Regions from separate parts of the Mus musculus genome. Here region 2 is linked to region 1. A link is a contact called in public promoter capture Hi-C data. All regions are on one chromosome and are shown on one strand. Each heading gives the region's core, a stretch centred on a gene start, on an enhancer-like site or on the middle of the called end of the contact. The rest is flanking DNA. Distances are from core to core; before and after follow the strand shown.

Evidence for each region. Promoter capture Hi-C pulls out the DNA fragments that hold promoters and counts their contacts.
Region 2: a contact with region 1 is called in a promoter capture Hi-C map of pre-B cells, with 5 times the contacts expected there. The contact joins the promoter of Trim26 here to the promoter of Zfp943 in region 1. A contact is called at or near these places in 4 of 39 promoter capture datasets (cranial neural crest, frontonasal cranial neural crest, liver and 1 more).

Annotation. Positions count from the first base shown.
Region 1 is chr17:21,959,579-21,964,863 of GRCm38.p6, reverse strand. Zfp943 (zinc finger prtoein 943) reads right to left here and starts at 2,305. Exons shown (of 4, transcript NM_001025373.2): 1 at 2,045-2,305. Zfp942 (zinc finger protein 942) reads left to right here and starts at 2,400. Exons shown (of 6, transcript NM_001199048.1): 1 at 2,400-2,608. It also overlaps the pseudogene Gm7805.
Region 2 is chr17:36,834,300-36,839,584 of GRCm38.p6, reverse strand. Trim26 (tripartite motif-containing 26) reads right to left here and starts at 2,439. Exons shown (of 10, transcript NM_001025599.3): 1 at 2,321-2,439; 2 at 2,013-2,120.

The DNA.
Region 1 (5,285 bases), core at 1,056-3,555:
ATCCAGAACTATTTGGAAGGAAATAGAATCTGGCCAAACCAATCTCATGTCCCCTTTCTACTGGGACTTGAAGCCCCTCCCAATCGTTCCTCATTCCCTCTAACATACAGGATCCTTTGCTACTCTTTCCTCTCTTCACCATCCAGGGCTCTCAGATTCACAGGTAAGTAGCACTGACTGGGCAGGGGGCCCCTGCATATGGGAAAGATTCATAAGAAAGCATTCAGAACTTTTCATGGTACAAAAATAAATGATGCGTCCTCAGGATTCGGGAGCCCATCATGGTATTCCTTATGACGTGGCTGTGGCTGCGGAACCGCCTCACTGGTCGCTATTGGCAGGTATAGGAGGTGCTGAAACATGCTCTACATTTTAAGATTTTAGGGGAAGGAAGAATCACTGCTACCTGCTGGCAGTCAGGGCGGTGACCAGAGCCTTCGTGTACGAAGTCCCACAGACTTAAGAAGCAGAACTTTGAGGACCCTCTGGATTAATCCAATTACAGCTGCCTCCCAGGAGCATGGCTTACAGTACCCCGAATTCACTGTCAACTTAATGAAGTGCCAGGTGGAGCTCAACCGGAAAGTACCTGTGGACCTGGCCATCTACGAACCATAGACGCTTAAATCTTTGGCTGCTTTGGCTAAGAGGAGGCAGCAGGAAGGATTTGCTGCAGCTTTGGGGGATGGAAAGGAGCCTGAAGGTATCTTTTCCAGAGTGGTACAGTACCACTGAAGGCTGCAGTGCTATAGAAACTGTTATAAATAAGACAGGACCAAAAGGACTGTCACCAGTAAGTCTGATTTGTATCTATTACCATTTTAGTAACAGGCCTGAGACGACAGGTGTTTACTCAGTAACACAGCCCCAAATTGTCCAGTAAAGATTGTACAAATAAAGCTTTTGCTGTGTTGAAAGTAAATAAATAAATACATAAATACATTCATGAATGATGCCTCCAAAAAGGAAACTGTGAAGGAAAGAGTAAATATCAGAAATAAAAATGTCCCTTTTAATCTAAAGATTTCATTTAACTATGTGAGATGTGAGTCTCATTCACACATAGCTCAGACACAAAGAGAGTCATTCTCCCAGGAATCCTGAAAAGAAAGCTGGAGAGACTGCAAGAAAACTATTGTCTCCCATAGAAACCAGACTGCTACACTTGTCCAAAGGGAGATCTCTGCAAAAATCCCTGTCAGCAGAGTCTAAGCATTCCCACTCCTACAGGATGTCCACAACCACAGGACTTGATGATAACAAACCCTACAATAAAAAAAAAAAAAAAAAAAAAAAAAAAAAAAAAAGCTTGGCCACATATGTAGGTGCAGAGCGCTTTTCTTCAACCACAGAGATCTTTTTTCTGATACAGGAGAGTGATCGTAGTTGTACAAAAGATGCTTTCTAAAACTTTAATCTATACTGGGTTTTCTAATCATAACAATAGAGTGGTCTGATACACTCACATAGCAATAGTGAGCTTGCCTGGCCCTAAGGTGTACCATAAGAACTCAGCATATGAAGACGCACTTCTGAATGCTTTATTTACATCCGAAACTGCATACAACACTAAAGTCTACTTAGTAAATATTAATGTTTACAATCACAACCATAGCATAACATAAAGTATATTTTCTCGTTCAAAAAAAAAAAGAATCTGTACTGGTTCTTCATATGGTTAGTATAAATACAAAGTTCTATTTAGCGAAGTAAAAGGTATTCTCTTGAATAAGCAATTAGTAAAACACGGGTGTTAGAAACATGAATACATTTACGTCCCGTATGCTTTGTGATTGACACAATAGCAAACAGCAGATAATGCAACTGCTCTATCATTTTTAATGAGTTATTTTACAACTGAATATTCTGATAACTGGAGGATAAATGAAAAAAAAAATCATGATAGACCCCCAGTTCACAGGATCTCAATTTCCCGACAACGGTAAGATAACAGAACTGTGAGAGCGGCATCCATAAAAGCAGCTGCGTAAAACACCCCGCTGCTCCGCTCCCTCCCGTTTCCCAGCCCCGCAGCGCCTCTGACCTGGGACCTTCCGGGGCCACCGGGCTGCGGTGCCCGCCGCTGCGCTGCTGACTCTCCCAGGTCCGCAGCCAGGAAACTGCGTCTGAGGAGCTTTCCGGTTTCCGGAGGAAACTGGGGCCGAAAAACCAGCGCTCAGTTCGAGTACACATGGATTACACAGGTAGCAAGGGGAATGGTGGCTTTTCACGTCATTCTGGCCTGGACATTTGGAGCTGGCGACCTAGAAGAGAACGCAGCTGGACGGACTCTACCAACGTAATTAAGGAAGTGAAAGCGGCGGGCCTGAAGGCGTTAGCGCTGTCACGTGACCGGAACCGTGGTGTCCTGGGCGGGGCTAGGGGAGCCGCTCCAAAGATCGTGGCCAGAGACTGGGAACCGCGTCCCCTTAGGTACCTGTTGGAGCCAAGTTGTCTCTACTCCCACTGCGGGCGACTTACCCTGGCCTGGTTCTTTTCGAAGGCCGTAAACTCTCCTCAGATGCGGTTTCCTGTGCTGACCTGGGAGAGTCAGCCATCAGCCGCGCAGCCGCGGGCACCGCAGCCCGGCGGCCCTGGAACCTTGCAGGTCAGAGGAGCTGCGGGGCTGGGAAATGGGCTGGAGCGGAGCAGGGGCTTGTTTTCTGCAGTTGCTCTTAAGGACGCCGCGCTCACAATTCTGCTGTGGATTTTTATCATTGTCAGGAGGTTTGAGATCCTATGAACTGGGTGTATCGTGGTTTGTTTGTTTGTTTGTTTGTTTGTTTCATTTATCTTATGGTTACCAGAATGGTTTCCGAAAATAGTGTCGTAGAACATTTGCAGTACTGTAGTTTGCACACGGGGTTCTCTTTGTTACAGCAGTTACAAAGCTTCTCGAACTTAGATTTCTTAACTCCCTTGACCCATCATTTGCCTACTCAGGAGAGAGTGGCCTCTGGCCTGGGAAATAGGCATTCCCAGAGAGCTTTGTAGATATTAGTCTTATGAGGAACCAGTACACATTTGAGTGAATCAGAAAATATACATTACGAAGCACCAAAATTATGACTGTAAACATTAAGTTTTACTGACCAAAGTTTTGCTCCCCGTTAGAGTTCCATCTTAGATGCATGCTCTCTTTGATGTAAATACAGCATTCAGACATGTGTCTTCATATGCTTAGTTATTAACATCACACCTTACGGCTGAATGAAAATGAGATGATGACTGTCCAAAGGTGTGGCTGAGGAGAAGGTTAATTGTAGGTCATGATAATGCTCAGATTAGCTGGAGAAAACAAACAAACAAACAATTCCACCATTTGAGTAAGGGTTGTTAAATACTAACCAAGAGATGGACTTTGGTCACATGCTCCAGAGCTTTATAAAGACAAACCTATAGGCCACCATACTTTCCCATGCATGAGGTTTTGCAATTTTCTCAAGAACTAAAACTCCCAGCATTCCAAGAAGGTACCTGGTTCTTGCGAAGGTGGTGCTTACACGGTATTTTTGGGTTTTACAGTATGAACCAGAAAACAACCAGAGGCCACTTGAAGAGTCCAGACTGAACTAGGTATGGGGGTCAGGGAGGGACCAAGAGAAAAACCAGGAGCCAGGAAAGCTTCTAGCCAAAAATGTCGACTTTGATGTGTTAATAGGCACTTAAGTTAGCCATTCCTCTTGTGATATAGTCCAGCCCAGTATGCATGCTGTGAGAGGAAGATGTTTTTATAGATAGAAAAGTCAGTATAGAGTTTTTAAAAATAGGAAAGCATCTTTTGAATAACTGTGATTGCTCACTTACATCAGAAAAATGTCTCCTTAGTTCAAGAAAAGCACTGTGTCCACGCACATGTGACCAAACTATTTTTTTTTGTTTTGTTTTATTTTGTTTTTATTTTTGTTTCATAGTTTGTTGTTAGTAGTTTCTCAGACTTTGGACTTCTTGTAGTTGTGAGAACACCTAGACCCTAGAGTCAGGGCTTTTTTTCACAGACCTGTTAGAGAAGTGCAGCAGCCTTGATTCTGTGGGTCAGAATAGTTTTCTTGTAGTCTTCCTTGCCCCTACTAAGAGGTCCTGGGAAAACAACTCTGCATTTGTGTGAACTGTGTATGAATGAGTCTCACATCTCATAGAGTAAAATGAAATCCTCACAGAAAACGAGACTTTGGCATGATATTTTCTCTTTCTTCCTCCATGTCTCCTTTGGACAAGTGTAACCATTTTTCATTTTTGTTTTATGAAAAGTTTCAGGTGCATTCTGAAGAATTTCTTTCCTATATACAGGCCTCCCACTGCTCAGCTAGATCTGCTCACAGCTGAGTAATAATCTACTGTGCAAATGTACTACATGTTCTTTATTTATTCTTCTGTTGAAGGTCATCTAGATTGATTCTAGTTTCTAAATATTGTGAATAAAGCTGCAATGAGCCTGGTTTAGCAAGGGTCCTTGGGTAGATTGAAGTGTCCTTTGGGTATATGCCCTGGACTGAGTAGATCTTGAAGTAGTCTGATTCCCATCAGTTTGAAAAACTGCCACACTGATTTCCTTAGTGGCTGTACAATTTTGCACTCCCTCTAACAATGGAGGGATGTTTCTATTGCTCCACATTTATATCAGCATAAGCTTTCACTTGTGACGTTGATTTTAGCTATTCTGACGATTATAAGATGGAATCTCAAAATAGTTTTGATTTGCATCTCCCTGAAGGCTAAAAGTGTTGAATATTTTAAAGTATATTTTGGCCATTTGAGTTCCCTCCATTTAGAATTCCATGTTTAGATTTGCAACCCATTTATAAATTGTATATTTGGTTGTTGTTTTTTTTTTTTTTCACAGCTAGATTCTTAGGTTCTTTTTGTAATTTTGGATATTAATTCTCTATTGGATATAGAAACCCTAGACCTCGTAGTTACTTTTCATATCCTGTTGCATCAGGAAAGTTTGTGGCCCAAGCTCACAAGCTTGAATAAAGAATCCCATGTACTTGCATCAGAATAAAATAAAATAAAAAGAATTGGTAAAAATCTTCTTACACTCTGTAGGCTGCTGCTTTCTCCAAATGATGGTGTCTTTTGCCTTATAGAAACTTTTCAGTTTCCTGAAGTCCCATATATTAGTTGTTTTTCTTAGCACCTATGTTATTTTTTTCTTTTGTTTTAAAGAACGTCTTCTTCTGTGACAGTATGTTCACTTTTATTCTCTTGTCAGATTCAATGTCTTTGGTTTTATGTTGAGGTCTTGATCCACTTGCACTTGAGTTTTGTGCTGGGTTATAAGT
Region 2 (5,285 bases), core at 1,190-3,689, about 15 Mb before region 1:
TTAGATGAACAAAGTGACTTCCTTCCCAGTAATACTGTATGCAAAGGGAAAAAACTGCAATGCAAAACTTGACAATGTAGAAAACCAGCAAACACTCAGCTGGGTGAGGAGGGCTGCACCTAAATCTTGACATGAAATCCTTACTAAGCTGTGCTGAATATGGCAACTTAACTGTATTCTTTAACACACAAACCCAATCTTAAGAGTGGCTCTCAGAGTATGAACTACCAACCAAAGAACATACACACGGGCTGGACCTAGGCCTCCTCCCTCATATGTAGCAGCAGATGTGCAGCTTCATGTGGGTCCTAATCAACTGGAGCTGGGGCTATCCCAAAAGCCCACGTGTAGGATCTGTTCTAGCTAGGCTGCCTTGCCGGCCTCAGTGAAAGAGGAAGCACCCGGCCTCTCAGAGACTTAAAATGTTGGGGGTTGGAGGGGACACCCAGAGTCATCGCCTACCCCAGAGGAGAAGGGAAGGAGGGATAGGGGAAGGACTGTGGGAGGGGGTGACCTGGAAGGGGGCAGTGAACAGGATGTAAAGTGAATAAGAAAAATAAATAAAAAAAAATAGTAAGATATACCATACAAACACACATCCAAGTGTTTATATCAGAATATGCTTCAAAAGTCCACGTGAAAAAGGCTTGTTCTGCTGGGCGTGGTGGCGCACGCCTTTAATCCCAGCACTCAGGAGGCAGAGGCAGGCGGATTTCTGAGTTCGAGGCCAGCCTGGTCTACAGAGGCTTGTTCCTTGCATCAGCACTACTGAAAACCAATTCAGACCTTACGAGGTGTACCACTTTAGGACACTGAGATAGCATCATAGAAGGGGGCTGTGGCATGCTGATGTATCTCTTTCTCCTCTCTTCCTGCCTATTACATGAGTGGTTTTGTTCTTCTGCGCACTGCTCTCTCTGTGCCTGCTGCCTCATGGTAGGCCCAGATCAACAGGTACCAATGGGTCATATGCTGCAACTTCTAAGCCTGTGAACCAAAATCAACCTTTCTCCTCGTGTGTTCATTATCTGAGGTATCCATTACATAAGTGTCTCTGAAAACTCTGAAACCAAATCTAAAAACCAATGCAGTGCAGCAACCTGGGTGAGAATATGGAGGGATAAGGTGAAAAGGAAAAGGTGAATAAATATAGTGTGTGGACTTTGGCCAATAATAATGTGTTATTTGTCAATGAAAGGAAATCAGTTGGGAGTTATAGACACTTCACACACTGTTTTCTCAATTTTTTCTGTAAATGTACAACTGTTCTAAAAAAAATTAAGTGTATTCAAAAGTGTGGGCAGATGCCTGTAATCTCTGTAATCGAAGCACTCGAGGCAGGAGGCTAACCTGGGCTGCCATGGTCAGTTTCAGACCATTTTGGATACATGGAGACACCCTGTCGTTGTCATCACCATCGTCATCATTATCAAATTTAAAAGTTGCAGTTTTAAAGGCATTAATGAAAGCTTTCTTTTAGAAAAATATGGGTTTGTTTGTTTGTTTGTTTTAACTTGGGAGGAATACTCTAGGCATCATGAATCCATCTCACTAACAAGGGGTTCAGGCATGCATGAACGAGCGCATGTCATTCTTCCCTTCTTTGAAACACACACAAATGGTTGTGTTGTCAAAATCTGGAATGTACGGGGAATTGTTAAGTGTCTCCTCCTATTCACTTCCCAAAGTTAAATTCATACATTTCTTTTCTTTTCTTTTTTTTTTTTTTGGGTGGGGGTGGGGGTGGGGGTCAAGACAGGGGCTCTCTTTGTAGCCCTGGTTATCCTAGAATTCATTTAGTCTGTAAACCAGACTGGCCTCTAACTCCCAAGCACTGGGTGTAAAGGCGTGCACCAGTCCACAGCCAGGTTTATACTTTCTTTTCCTAAGCTAATTAGGTAGTAAAATCATCAGTGATAACGAACGCACAGCTCTTGGTACAACTAGCTAAACCAGTTTACTCTGAGGATAAATAAATAAAAAAAAAATAAACAGATACATAAATATAAGACCTGCTTCTGGTCATGCAGGGCTCCAAGCCACCAGGTGGAACGTCATCCGGGTCCCGCTCACTTCTGGCTCTGGGGACTGGAAGAGACTGAAGTAAGTCTGGGTTGGACCTGAGGAGGAAGGAACACGGCGAGCTCAGGGCGAAAGGCCCAAAGGCGAGCCGGGGACGCGGCGCTCACGCGAGCTCGCCGTCCCGCGCGCCCGGGCCTGGTTAGCCCTGCCCAGGGCCCGCGGCCGCCTTCGCTGTCCCCACCCGGGTCGCACGGCGGCCGCTCCTCCGCGTCTCCTCACCAGTGCAAACCGCACTCACCCGCGCCGCTCTCCGGGCCGGGTCACTCCTCTCCCTGGAGCTGCTCCGCGGGGTAGGTCCTGAGCAAGCAGCCGGCACCACAGTCTCCCCGCCCAGCAGTCTCCGGGAGCTCCGGGCCCTCCGCCGAGATTTCTCTGGGACCAGCCCTGGGATTGGCTCTTGCCAAACTCCATCCTCCAATGGGAACTTCAGGATTCTTGACGTCACTGATCACTGGGCAAATCCCCAGGCAGCGGCCAAAGAGGTGAAGCGGCCGGGCCCGAGAAAAGGAAAGTGAAATCGGAAGCGGCCAGTGCGTCACGGTTGTCTTCCAGCTGCTGAGGTCGCGCGAGGCCTCGTGTAGGTTAGGGTGCTGAAGCCCCCATAGCTTTCGAGACCCCATTTCTGATTCCCTGCGGTTAGGGGTGGGCTGGGGTGTCTGCAAGGGCTGGGTTTTAGATGGGGTTTCCTCCTCAGGGCCTGCCTCTAACTAAGATCAGACCAGTCTATCAAGTTTTTCCAAGATCCATCACAAATATCATTTTCGAAGCTCCTGGCTAGGATGAACCATTTTTGACAACTAGCCTTCCTTACACAAGGCAGGTGCTGTTCCTGCTGTACAGAACAAAGTAAACACACATACACATTCCACACTCCACCCCACACCACAGTGATAGTTCAGTGGGTAAAGATGCTTGCCACCAAATCAGATGACTGGCTTTCAAATCCCATATCCCCCACATGATGGGACATGAGAACATCTATTCTGGTTGTCCTCTAAGCTCCACAAGCACATGCACTCTCCACCTACGCTAAATAAATAAATGCAAAACATTTAAAGATCCTGGCGCTAGGGAAACCGAGGCATTAGAGTTCAATACCAGCCTGGGCTACGAAGGGGGAATTTGTTGAAAACTGAGAAAAACTACAGAACCTGCAATATCTGGTACTGAGGCCCTCTACAGGAGCTTTGAGAGCCTCCTGCAGCTCCACAGCCAAGGACTCGACCACGCCCACTAGCCTGAAAGCCCTTTTTGCACACAGCTTTCTGCTCTGCAGGAAATCCACAGTTCCTGCTACTTCCAAAGAAGTAGTCCGAGCTGCAGGAGGGCTCCGAGTCCTAAGTCCTAACATTTCACCAACATATGGGGAGTGCTTTTGAGTTTCCTGTGAGCTGTTGTAGGGGGTGGAGCGGAGTTCTGGATGCCTGTGCTCTGGACTTTGATCTCAGCACACCCTAAAATCACTAGATACCTGCTCTTTCAGTTGATATTGGGGGTGGGAGCTTTGTTTTGTTTTGTTTAGAGACAGAGTCTCACTATGTAGCTCTGGCTGTCCTGGAACTCGCTCTGTAGACCAGGCTGCCCATATTCAGTACCGGTTCTTCCCACTCTGCCTGCGTTTCCCTTATATCTACAATAAAAATCTTCTCCATACTTAAGGAATAGTCACAGGGAGTACCTCAACGATGGTCAGAGCCAAGGAATGCTGCCAAAAAAAAAAAAAATCATATTACACAACAGAGCTCATGAAAAAGATTTATTGGAAGTGGAGTGAGAAGCAGGGCAGGCTGTGATGGTGCAGGCTTTATAATATGGGGTATGGAACATGCATATAGTGAAAATGCAGGACAGTGGCGAAAGTGAAAAAAAAGCCAGGTCCCATTGGTCTTTAGTAATGATGAGGATTGAAGGGCAGGGGATAGGGGAGCTTGGTTTTGGAAATGTGGGTGACTCTCGGTTGACTAACACTTGTTTTTTCATTCACTGTCTAAATGGGTAACCCACCATACATTAATCTATTTTGATTTATTTATGCATGTCTCATACACTGATAGTGGGTTTTTTTTTTGTTGTTGTTTTTTGTTTTTGGGTTTTTTGTTGTTGTTTTTTGTTTTTTTGTTTTTTTGGTTTTTTTTTTTAGATGTGGGTGTGGAGAGATGGCTCAGAAGTTAAGGGCAATTATTCTCGTAGAAAACCTGGATTCCACGCCCAGCAACCATAAGACAATTCACAACTGCCTTTAATTTCAGATCCAGGGGATTCTAGACTCTGATCTCTTTGGGCACCAGGCATACAGACAGGTCAGGCCCATACACGCATGCGGGTGAACTACTCACATATAAAATAAACAAATAAGCCAGCCATGGTGGCACACTGTTGCAGGATGTTTGATCACACCGTTAACCCTGTGAGACTGCGTTGTTCACTGGAAAAACCTGTTTCTGGTTGTGGTGTGGCTCAGCCTTGGCACACACCTTTTTTCTCAAACAATGAAGGTCAAGTTAGTCGAAGGAAGCACCTATGTTTGAAAGTGATGTCTAGTTGAGTGACAGACAAAGTGACGAATCAAAGAAAGATTTGACAGAGTAGGATATGCCCATCTCTCATGAGAACAGAAAGGAAAGTGAGACCGCATAAGAGAGTGCAGAAAGAGAGAAGGTAGTTTTACCAGGAGAGTTTTACAGAGACAGGTTGAAGAGAGATAAGCTAGACACAGGTGAAGACAGAACGATTCAGAGAATGAGAAGAAACCAGAAGATCAGAACAGATTACCTGAGTTAGTTTGAGGCCAAGCAGAGCAAAAAGTCAGAGGATGAGAGAGAAGCCAGACTAATCTGTCAGCTTGGAGAGGAGTTTGAGCCAGAACAGTTGAGTTGACCAGCCAGCCAGAGTTCAGTAAGCCTCCATCTGAGATGACAATTACACCAAGTGAATAAAAGTTACTTTTACAGTACATAGGCTTTAACCTCAACATTCTGGAGGCAGAGGCAGGTAGATCTCCGAGTCTGAGGTTAGCATGGTCTACAGATTGAATATCAGGATAGCTAAGCCTGAACTGAGAAACCTTGTCTTAGTTAGGGTTTTTCTGCTGGGAACAGACACCATGACTAAGGCAAGTCTAATAAAGGACATTTAATTGGGGCTGGCTTACAAGTTCAGAGGTTCAGTCTATTATTATCAAGGTGGGAGCATGGCAGCATCCA